3 separate regions of the Mus musculus genome follow, and all the other regions are linked to region 3. The links are chromatin contacts, called in public Hi-C and promoter capture Hi-C maps. All regions are on one chromosome and are shown on one strand. Each heading gives the region's core, a stretch centred on a gene start, on an enhancer-like site or on the middle of the called end of the contact. The rest is flanking DNA. Distances are from core to core; before and after follow the strand shown.

Evidence for each region. Promoter capture Hi-C pulls out the DNA fragments that hold promoters and counts their contacts. A called contact is a pair of places that touch in the nucleus more often than the background predicts.
Region 1: a Hi-C map of the 3T3-L1 cell line shows a contact between it and region 3, with 4 times the contacts expected there. The contact joins two enhancer-like sites.
Region 2: a promoter capture Hi-C map of the 3T3-L1 cell line shows a contact between it and region 3, with 5 times the contacts expected there. The contact joins two enhancer-like sites. A contact is called at or near these places in 1 of 39 promoter capture datasets (the 3T3-L1 cell line) and 1 of 15 datasets of contacts at CTCF or cohesin (the NIH/3T3 cell line).

What each region holds. Positions count from the first base shown.
Region 1 is chr10:37,248,913-37,252,455 of GRCm38.p6, forward strand. No RefSeq gene overlaps it. Among named protein-coding and RNA genes, the nearest start is that of Gm26535, 69 kb to the right of the region's middle. Within about 2 kb of position 2,074, at least 80 of the 459 cell types and tissues checked have an H3K27ac peak or open chromatin away from gene starts, as enhancers often do.
Region 2 is chr10:37,494,327-37,497,982 of GRCm38.p6, forward strand. No RefSeq gene overlaps it. Among named protein-coding and RNA genes, the nearest start is that of Gm31330, 59 kb to the left of the region's middle. Within about 2 kb of position 1,280, at least 21 of the 459 cell types and tissues checked have an H3K27ac peak or open chromatin away from gene starts, as enhancers often do.
Region 3 is chr10:37,758,949-37,762,644 of GRCm38.p6, forward strand. No RefSeq gene overlaps it. Among named protein-coding and RNA genes, the nearest start is that of Gm46220, 300 kb to the right of the region's middle. Within about 2 kb of position 1,878, at least 1 of the 459 cell types and tissues checked has an H3K27ac peak or open chromatin away from gene starts, as enhancers often do.

The sequences.
Region 1 (3,543 bases), core at 824-3,323, 510 kb before region 3:
GGAGCTACGGCTGCCTGCTGACCTGTGAACTAAACTACTGATTTCCAGACAACACAGATAGGAATTGCCCCAAAGAACCTTTCTAAACTGGTCTACTTCCCCTTTCTATTCCACTATCCCTGGCGGGTGGTGGGCTAAAAGGAAGGTTAGAATGTTTAAGAACCATCATTAAAAATGAAGTTTGAAAAAAATTAAAGTTACAGGAGAGGTTAAGGATGAAGAAGAATTCTTTACCTGCCACCCGAAGACCTGGAATGTGATTGGCAGCTATGTTAATCTATGGGTTTAAGACCTAGCCCCTTCAGAAGTCCTTCGATGTGTGCACTTTGCAGAGGCACTCAACTACTTTGATTCTGTGCTTTCCTATTTTAAAAGTGGGGATGGTGGGAAAGCGTGACCATAGGCCACTAGGCAGGCATGTGGAATAGCACCCACAGACTAAGAGGGAGAATGATCTTTATATAATAGTGCAGTAGGCACACTTTGAAAACAGTTAATGGTTTAATGTCTCTGTGGGTAGTTAACACATTGGAGCATCTCGCAGGTAGGTGTGTGTGTGTGTGTGTGTGTGTGTGAGAGAGAGAGAGAGAGAGAGAGAGAGAGAGAGAGAGAGAGAGAGAGAGAGAGAGGTGTGCTTTTGGGTTGAAACCCCAAATTCATGCTAAGCATGCACTCTACCTCTGAGCCACAACCCCAGCCCCAGGGTGACTGTTTCCATTTGGCAGCCCCAGTTTCTCTCTTTCTCACTCTCGCCAGCTCATGAACTCTGTGGCTTAAGCGCTCCACTGCCTTCTCTGTGGGTGTCTCTAGGCTTCCTCGTTGCCCCACAAACTTCTAGCTCTTACTTCTCTAACTTTCTGACAGAAAATACTACATAGCCGACATGTCCTGGCATGAGTACTGTTCTGAGTTAGCTTCTGGTAGCAGGGCCACAGTCCAGAGAAGCAGAGGTAGAGGTGAGAGAGGAAGACAGGGATGGGAGAGGGAGAGGGAAAGAGGAGATGGTGCTGAAAATTGATAATTGGTAATTCCAGCATGTGGGAGGTGGAGGCAGGAGTCCAGTGTCCTCTTTGATTATGTTGTCCCAGATCAACCTGGGGTTGACACACATACACACACACACACACACACACACACACACACACACACACACACACTCATGAGGGTGAACGAGAGAGAGAGAGAGAGAGAGAGAGAGAGAAGCAGAGAAGGGTTGAGAGAGACAGAGAGAACTACTGTACCTATTAGCTAGATGGAAACATTCAAGAGAGAAGCAGCATTTTAGACAGGATGTCTTCAGTTGCTTCCTCTCCCTTGCCCGTCTGATGTAGCCCTGAACTCTTCTCACATTCCAGAGACTTTGCCAAGTTCTGCCTCTGTCCACCCCTTCTGGATGTGCTGACTCTTCAAAACAGAGAGGAGACTCTGCATACTAGGAGAGATCTAGGACACGGCTCAGGGTTTATTTCACAGCTGTTTTTTGTTAACCTTGACTCTAAGAATTTTTCCTCCAAATAATTTATATATCAAGGCAGGATGTAAGTCTGAAGGGAGCCATATTCTAGATGTGAGCTTGCTGGGTGCAGAGCAGAGCAGGAAAGGACAGAATTTCTTTAGCAAATTAAAGCTGGTGGCTATTCACTTTTCATTTCTTTCTCATTCTCCCACATTTTTCTGTCCTCCTCTTTCTTGTGTTTTTATTGAGCTTTGCCATGGGCAACCCCAACTGGAGTGACTTGTGTTTCTGGGATCACCTTATACCTCTGTGGGCATGAGCAGCAGCACACAGAGGTATACAATTGAAACCAGCAGGTTCTACCTGCTGTCTCTAGGACAGCTATGATGATGATGATGATGGTGATGATGATGATGATGATGTAATTTCTATGGATGGAACTCAGGTCTGCATGTTTGCAAAGCAAACAATTTTCTGACTGAACCATATCTCCAGCCTTTTAATTACAATAAATGCCTGCTGTTTCTAAGGATGCAATCCCTGCATACAGTTTGCCTAGTGAACCCAGTGTCCAGCGGGACTGCTGTTACTTGCCAGACCAAAGCCTTTCTCTGCAACAAAGCCTACCATTGTGTCCCAGTGTAGGCCCCTGATCTTTCCCAAAGGGCCTTTTTGAACATGTGCACTTATTTCCATCCCACTATGGGCTGGATGCAATAATAGCTAGAGAACCATGGTAACTTGCCTTCCCCCTCTGACCATTCTGCAAGTGTTATCTGGTGCTCTCTGAAAGCGACGCAGGCAGCTGGACTCTGCAAGAGCGTGTCTCCTCAGGGACTGTGCTCCTTGGTGCCTCTGTCGCAGGGCAAGGGAGGAATACAAAGCTGAAGGTGCCAGTGTGCTCCTTGACTCAGCTGTCCCTGTCTAATCCCAGCTCACAACTGGATGTCCTGGGGTTTGAGTCAGGGCTCTCCTCCTGGCTACTTTCCAGCTGTTTCCAAATGCACTTGAGAAAGTTCCATGTGATGTTTTTTTCATGTAGCACCTGCTTGAACAATCCAACAGTCACGTTCTTTTCTCCTCTATTATACTGTACATCTGTTATTTTGCTGACATGGAAGCCAGCATAACAATTAGATTCATTCTTACCCAGTAAGTTGATTCCAGCGAAGCTTAAGAGCCTCAGTGGAGGTTTTGAGTGTTTATTCAAAGAGAGAACAAAATAAGAAATCCTGTCTATGAAGAGTTTTGGGGGTTAAGTTAGTGGCATGTCTTTACTGAAGGTCATTTCATGTCCCAGTGGCAAGGGGATGAAGTTAGCACTACATGAGAGATAAGAAGATAAAGGTGATCAGGAATCCCTTTGTCTGGGTTGGTTTACTTTCTCTTAAGCAAAAGTGCATTCAGGGAAGGGAAATTTTCTTGTTTGTTTTTGCTTTTTGAGACAAGGTCTCTCCACATAGCCCTTGGTTGTCCCAGAACTTGCTATGTAGAGCAGGCCAGCCTAGCCTTGGGACTTATAGAGATCTACCTGCCTCTGCCTCCCAAATGATGACTGTCTAGGGAAGGTCCTTTCTAAAGAATGCTTCATTATCCATCAGCAGAGCAATTTGAACAAATGCGAGAATCTGACATGTGCCCCTGTGAAAGGCTGTTCCACTCCCAACGGGGTTGCATGTCACATGTTGAGAACCATTGCCTTAAAGATAGCATTGAGCAAGGGAAAACTTTAGTGGGATTGAGGGCCAATTACTCGGGGCATGGGGAAATAAGCCATTAAAGCTTTGGCATTTAGTGTGTGCAGTGAGGTCATTGAATGGTCCTAAACAGAAGAAAAACATCATTTGAAGTATATTTATTTCTAAGTGGGTGACTTGAACTAAACTGGCAGCATGGGAGTGAGCAGTGGGCACAGTCTGGCCATTTTTGAGACAAGTGACTTAACAATGAGATATCCAGCTTGTGAGGACAGTGGCAGGTGGTTCCTTTTCCTCCTGGAGTTCTCAGTACCCTCTTTGCAGTGTAAATGAAGTTATTTTCCTTTGAAAAGCAAAACAAAGCAATGTGAAGCCAGAGGCCTGTGTCTT
Region 2 (3,656 bases), core at 30-2,529, 270 kb before region 3:
CACTAAAAACACAACATACAGAGCTCCTTAGATGAACAATTGGGGCTCACTGTGACCTCATCCATAGGACTCCCCCACCCCCCCACACACTGTGAGCTTAGTTTCTTTATTTGCTTAATTGTGGAAGAAAGAGACTGAATGTTTAGCATTTGTGAATGCTCTTGAAACTGTCTTTCTCAAAGATCCCATAGCTACCAGAGGATTTAGTTGCATAGTAAAAAATTATCCTGCCTGCCTGCCTGCCTGCCTGCCTGCCTGTCTGTCTGTCTCTGTCTCTCTGTCTGTCTGTTTCTGTCTGTCTCTGCCTCTCTCTCTCTCTCTCTCTCTCTCTCTCTCTCTCTCTCTCTCTCTCTCAGGGGAGGGTCTCTCTATGCAGCCCTGCCTATCCTGGTTGAGTAGACCAGAATAGCCTCAAAAGCATAAAGAACTGCCTGCCTCTTTCTCCCACGTGTGGGGATTAAAAACATGTGCCACCCATGCCCCACTCTCCTGTTTCTTTGTGTTTTTATTCACGTTGAGAGAAAGAAGCTGAAAAGTTTTAAAACAGAAAGTTTTCATTTGTAAGGACTACCTGCCAATACTACAATGACCTATGAAGTAAGCTTAAATTACAAAGCTTTTGTCTCACAGCAATGGTAGGATAGTTACTTCATGATTCTGATCTGAGGGAGTCTTTATACCTATCCTATGCTCCAATCGGGGTTGAATTAATGACTTTCTTATTCTCTTGTTTTGATAATTGGTAAAATTAACAGTGTATGGACAAGTAGCCTGGGAGATAAACTTGCTCTGTAGGAACACAAAGAGGCTTTTGTTTTATTATTACTGGTCTGAAATAAAATCAGTGACTAATGTGTGATATAAATCTGACTACCAATAATATTTAGCATTCAGATTAAATCATACCTTCATTTTATTCCCTTTTTAAGAATATAAATCATACCTTCATTCTCCCTAGCTTTAGAAAAGACTTGGGTTCTCTTAAAGGGTGGGCCTGTCTGTACCCCATTCCTGGAGATGAGGCTAATCATAAAAGTATATTTGACAATGTAACACTTTTCCTTAGAGCTGAATTTATTGAGAAGATGAACATCTTCCTATTTTCCCCATGGAACCTCTGAACAAGCACAAATACTTCTGCAGCCCATAATTGCTAGTTTGTAACATTTAAAAAATGTGCATGACTTTTTGTGGATTTCAAGCTATGAACCCTGCTCCCACTCCACAATGAATTCCCCTTTGCCCTCCAGACCTGGCAGTCTTAAAAATACAACATAAATCCTCATGCACTGTAATTATTGTGGTCAATTATGCTAAACCAAGCACATAGCTTTTCCTTAAACATGTTCATGAGGGAAAGGCTCCCTTCGTGACTCATTTTTAGAGCTGGACTAGAAGCTTGGGTCATGTGAGAGTATTATTCACTTGTCTTCATCTTCCATATTTGAGATTGTTACTTCACAAACAGCAGAAACTAGGCTATCTCTTGGTTTCCTGAACTGGAATGAGATGAAGGACTACAGAGAGGGTGGGTATTTGTTCTGTCTTCATAATGAGCAGTGGTTCTTGACCAGATACCTTCCAAAGTAAATTTCATTTGCTCTTGCTGTGGGTTGCTTTATTAACATTTAACTAAATAACATCAAACACACCTATCATAATAAATAAAAATGTAATGACGTTTTAGTAAATTATACAGTAAGGTAAGCACTACCGCATTCCAGTATTCTCTATTTTCTCTATTCCTCTGGGCATTCTCATTCCAGTTTCTGATGATTTTTCACCCTGTTCTTATTCTCAGTACAGTGATGTGTGTTTTTTTCTTAGATTTGCTTTGTTTGCTTTATAAAAATGACTATCTATCTATCTATCTATCTATCTATCTATCTATCTATCTATCTATCCATCTATCTATCTAATCATTTCTCTTCTGTCTGTTTGTCTGTCTATTAATCTGCTCTAAATTTTATTTTCTTTCACTTACTTTTTGTTAAATTTCTTGTTAACATAAACATTTCTTCCTTGGGGCATCTGATTTCATCAGGTAGAATGATAATTTAAAATTTCTCAGGCTTTTTAATGCTAAATAAGTATATATACTGACCTTAAATTATTTTTGCCAAATTGCCTGGTAAAATGTAAGGCAGAAGGTAGTATTTTTCAACAACAGCAGTATTCTCTTCCCTCCAAACATGCTCATGTCCTAATATCTGGAAACTAAAAATAGGCTAGGCTATATGGAAGGCTGTGACACTGGTCACCCATTGTTTCAATAAAATTTACAAGCTCTCTTTTTTTTTAATTAGGTATTTTCCTCGTTTACATTTTCAATGCTATCCCAAAGGTCCCCCATACCAACCCCCCCAATCCCCTACCCACCCACTCTCCCTTTTTGGCCCTGGCGTTCCCCTGTACTGGGGTATATAAAGTTTGCAAGTCCAATGGGCCTCTCTTTGCAGTGATGGCCAACTAGGCCATCTTTTGATACATATGCAGCTAAAGACAAGAGCTCCTGGGTACTGGTTAGTTCATATTGTTGTTCCACCTATAGGGTTGCAGTTCCCTTTAGCTCCTTGGGTAATTTCTCTAGCTCCTCCATTAGGGGCCGTGTGACCTATCCAATAGCTGACTGTGATCATCCACTTCTGTGTTTGCTAGGCCCCGGCATAGTCTCACAAGAGAGAGCTATATCTGGGTCCTTTCAGCGAAATCTTGCTAGTGTATGCAATGCAAGCTCTCAAAAGTACCAAAGAGAGGCCCCAGAAGCTGCGAGAGCATTGCAGTGGGAGAACTCCAATGGCCATTGCTGGCTTTGAAAATAGAAGGAAAGGGATGAGAGCCGAGGAATTATAGGTGGTCTCTAAAAACTGAAAATGGCCAAAAACCCAGATTGTTTTTTTTTCTGGACATTCCATAAGGAAAAACACACCTGCACACACATTGCTATTTTGGCCCCATCAGAATGTGTTGAACATAGAGAACTATGGGATGGTAACAGTATATTGCTGAGCCTATTAGCTCATAGGAGTGGTTCTTAACATTTCAAACACTGTGACCCTTTAATACAGTTCCACAGGTTGTGATGACCACCTCACCATCAAAATCATTTCCCTTGCTACTTCAGAAGTATAATTTTGCTACTGTTATGGACTGTAATGTAAATGTCTGCATTTTCTGGTGATCTTATGCAACCTCTGTGAAAGGGCCGTTTCAACTCCCCACAGGTTGAGAACTACTGACAGGGAGCTAGTGATGGCAGCATTAGGAAAGTAATGCTACCTTGTCGTTTCTTTTCTGCATGCTCAGGTTGCACCTGTGATTTGTTTTTTTTTTTTTTTTAATTTTAATTTTCATTTCATTACTGCTGCTGATTAAAGCAGTGGCATATTAGTTTGTGCTATGGAAAGCCATATGCTTTGCATATTTCTCATACTCAACAGGGCCCAGTGGCAGGGAGACACTAATAATTTAGAGAAAACTATAATTTTGGGTTAAGTTATTTGACAAAAGCCATGTATCCACTTGAATCGGGGAAACATAGACCATTTTTAAATTTATCATGAAAGAAAACAGCTTCAAGGATCGCATTTAATAAATATTTCGTGTGCATTGTTAAATGATAGGCAATCATTTAAGCTGTTAATATATGGAAGAAG
Region 3 (3,696 bases), core at 628-3,127:
AATGGTGGAAATATACAGTATATGATTCATTTAAGATGACGAGATCATAAACGTTGGTGAGAGCAGCAACAATGCTGATACAGTGAGTAATGAATGGTATGGGGCCTTGTCATTTAACTCTAACAATGGCCTTGCGGGTTGACCTTCTTCAGCAAGAATATGCCATTATTTGCTAATTTATACTGCTTAAGCATCTAGAATCACATATTATTTTTTCATATATCTGTTTGATCTTCTTGATTTTTGTCCTCTATAATAGAATTTAAGACAAGATTTTTCCAATTAATAATAAAGATTTTGTACACTTTAAATTTCCCTGTGCCGTACTTAGATCAAATTGCTACATGTTCCTTCTTATAAGATTTCTACTTATTTTTCCTAGACCTAGCCTATAAGTAGAGAGAGAATACCTAATTCCTTGGTAATATTTAGATTAACTTTAATTGAGGCTAATAAAATTTTATTGTTACCTTATTCTCAAAATATTTAAGTGATTTTCAATATTCCTAAGAATAAATTCAGGCTTCCTGCTGTCATAAAGAGCTTTTCCAGACCTGATCCTAGGACCCTAGCTTACTAGTTTTGGCATTTTGGCTTGCTTGGTATTTGTTCTCCAATCCATAGATGTGTGGCCTAAACTCCTTGCTGCTCCAGCCACTGAGTTGCATCCACAGTCTACATTTTTTATGCTCTCCTTTCAGCCAAACACATCTTTTCCTTGTGTTCCAGGTTTGTGTGCCTTTTAAATGCCACTGGGGGAAAATATCTACTAAACTCCACAATTAAACATCAGTTTGTACTGATGTTTCCCTCTATGGACACACAATTCAGGCATTTCACAGTAGCCTATTTTATCCAGTTTTGCAATTTCAGGCTTTTGATACACTCGCTCACAACAAGGATCATACTGTACTTTTATTGCAGTCATATGGCCAATTACACATTATCTAACACTTTTATGATTTAGTTTTACAGTTAATAAAAAGGAAGATAAATCATTTTCCTTGATATTAGATATTTGTTTGATATCATTTAACAAATTTATATTAGTGAAGCAGCTTTCCAAATATCCAAATTAAATTCTATAAAAGTAGAATTTTATCTTTTAGTACTTTCAATTCTATATGTGACACACTTAAAATGATTTCATTGAAAGTACCAGGTAGTCATTAATTGCCTACTGGCACTATAAATGTTATTGTGAAGCATCAAAGATACAAAATGAATATTTCCCTCTAAGAATTCTGTATTTGGAACAGATTGTTCTTCCTAACATATAACCCTCTTACCTAACACTGATCAAATTACAACACAGCTTGCTTTAAGATCGAATGATATGTTTGTGTTTAGCTTGTTTTAAGTCACATGTTTGTCTTTAGTTATTCAATGAAAACAAAGATAAAATTGAAATAAAATATTTTTAGTTTTTTATAGGTTTCATGTACATGTTCTGCTATCTAGCCAGCAGCTCACAAACAAAGATTTTTCCAAAATAATCTTTACATTCTTTTATTGGAACAATATTACTGATATAAACGATGATGTTTTTACTAAACAGAATCCTGTGAAGAAACCACATACTATCCATCTAGACAGATCTCAGTTACATTTTGCCTAATGACAGAGTAGTTCCATTTATAAGTTCCATATGTAAGTTTTATACATCATAAAGCTTCGAATTTGACCAAACTTAGACCTTAGGCATCTTTTGTGTGAGGAAATATGTATGTGTGTGTGTGTATTCATTCCAACTGTTATCTTCTGCACAATTTTAAGACCTGACATCTTGCAAAATCCATCCAGTTCAGCTGTCTTATCTTGTATGTCTCGACCAATGTATTTATTTCTGCCTTACTGGCCGGCAGCAACTTCTGCAAACCATCTGGAAGCACAATTCATCAGATCACATCCTTTCTCTTCCTGACTTGTCTAAGATAACAACTGCTGAGTGAAGTATTAAGCCCTTGTTCTTCCCAAAGGATCCATTTTGGATGCAAACCCCTGACTTAGTTTATTAGTTATAAAACTTTGGTTTGGCAACTTCACCAGACTAACAATATTTATGTGTATAACCATTGAAAGAAGATAGTGTTCACACTATTTTTCCTACTTGATTGCTTGTCTTTTTGTTGTCTGATTCTGCAGAAAGTCAAAGGTGGTAGAGTCATACTTCACAGTGTGTGTCTTTAAGTAACATCTGTGAGTTTTGCAGCTAGACAGAAACAGTGCTCATAGTATGGAGTACAACTGAGGGTGAAGCATTTAGACAGCAACCCTGAGACAACAAGGTCATCTATATGATTTATTTTCTGAACATGACAATAACGCAATATGATGAGAAGGCATTGCCCATCGATAAATGCAGTCCACTTTTTGGACAAACCAGACAATGCCCCTATGTGATGAGTTATTCTTGGCAGAAGCTTTTTGTCAGTTAGTACAGGATCAAGGACTTCTGTCATATAAATATTAAAAGAAGTAGAGTGGCAATTAAGACATGAAGACAGGATGAAATTAATGAGTATTATGTCTCAAGATCAGATTTGATAAACACATTGAAGAAAGAGTCTGAGGCTATTTTCAATGGCTCTACATGTTGCACTTACCTCCTGCAGGATGAGTAACCCATATCTATTTGGTTTTGGATCTGCTTTGCATCTGAGAACAGGATACTGTGAGATATCACCATCACTGCTCATGAGTCCACATGTATCTGCTTCCAAGTATTATCTGTAACACCACAGTTGACTTAGTAGGAGAGATGCTATAAAACACTGAGCAACATCTTTTATGAATTATTAATGTTCTTATTGTTGTATTGATATGTGCTCACTTCCTGTAAGCCATACATTTGTAATTTTTCATAGAAAACTATGCTCATATTTTATGTTCATCAAAATTTAGTTTACTTGACATATTTAAGAAATTACCCTTTCATTAAAAAGATAATTTTGATTAGAAGAAAATGTCATTCAGATAGAATTTAAATATTACCATTTTGTTGCATTGTGTTTCTGACTTTGAGAACTGGTTGTAAATTGAAAAGAAGGGCACAGTCTGGTGAGAGATGTCCATCTAAGGACCTCTCATTAAATATTTAATAGTTTTTTTTTGGCTACTTAGTATATAAAAGACATGGCAACATACTTGAAAAGAGAAAATTTGTGTCCTCTGTTCTTTAAACACTCTTAACCTGGTGAAGAACACTGGGCTGGGAGCATGACTCAGTGAGTGTGATGGTTAGCTTGTCAACCAGAAACAATCAAACAAACAAGCAAAACCTAGAAACACCTGGGAAGCGAGTCTGGATGAGGGATTGTAAAACAGGTGGCCCTGCTGGCTTGTTTGTTGGGCAATTGTCTCAATTGTCTTAATTTATTTGGGAAGACCCAATCTGAAAGTGTGTGACACCATTCCCTGCTTGAGGGTCATGAATGTAAAATAATAGAGAAAGCTGGATTGCAAGATCACACATTCATCTCTTTTAGTTGTTGTTGTTGACTGTATATATAAATAGTAGACTGAAGCTTCTGCCACTGTGACCATTCTTCTATGATGGACTCTAACCCAGAATGGTACAGTGAAATAAACCCATTTCTTACCAATAGTGCTTTTTTTCAGGGTGTTTGATCAGAACCACTGAAACAAACTAGACAGTGGCTAAATGTACTAAGTATGTACTATGTAAACACATTG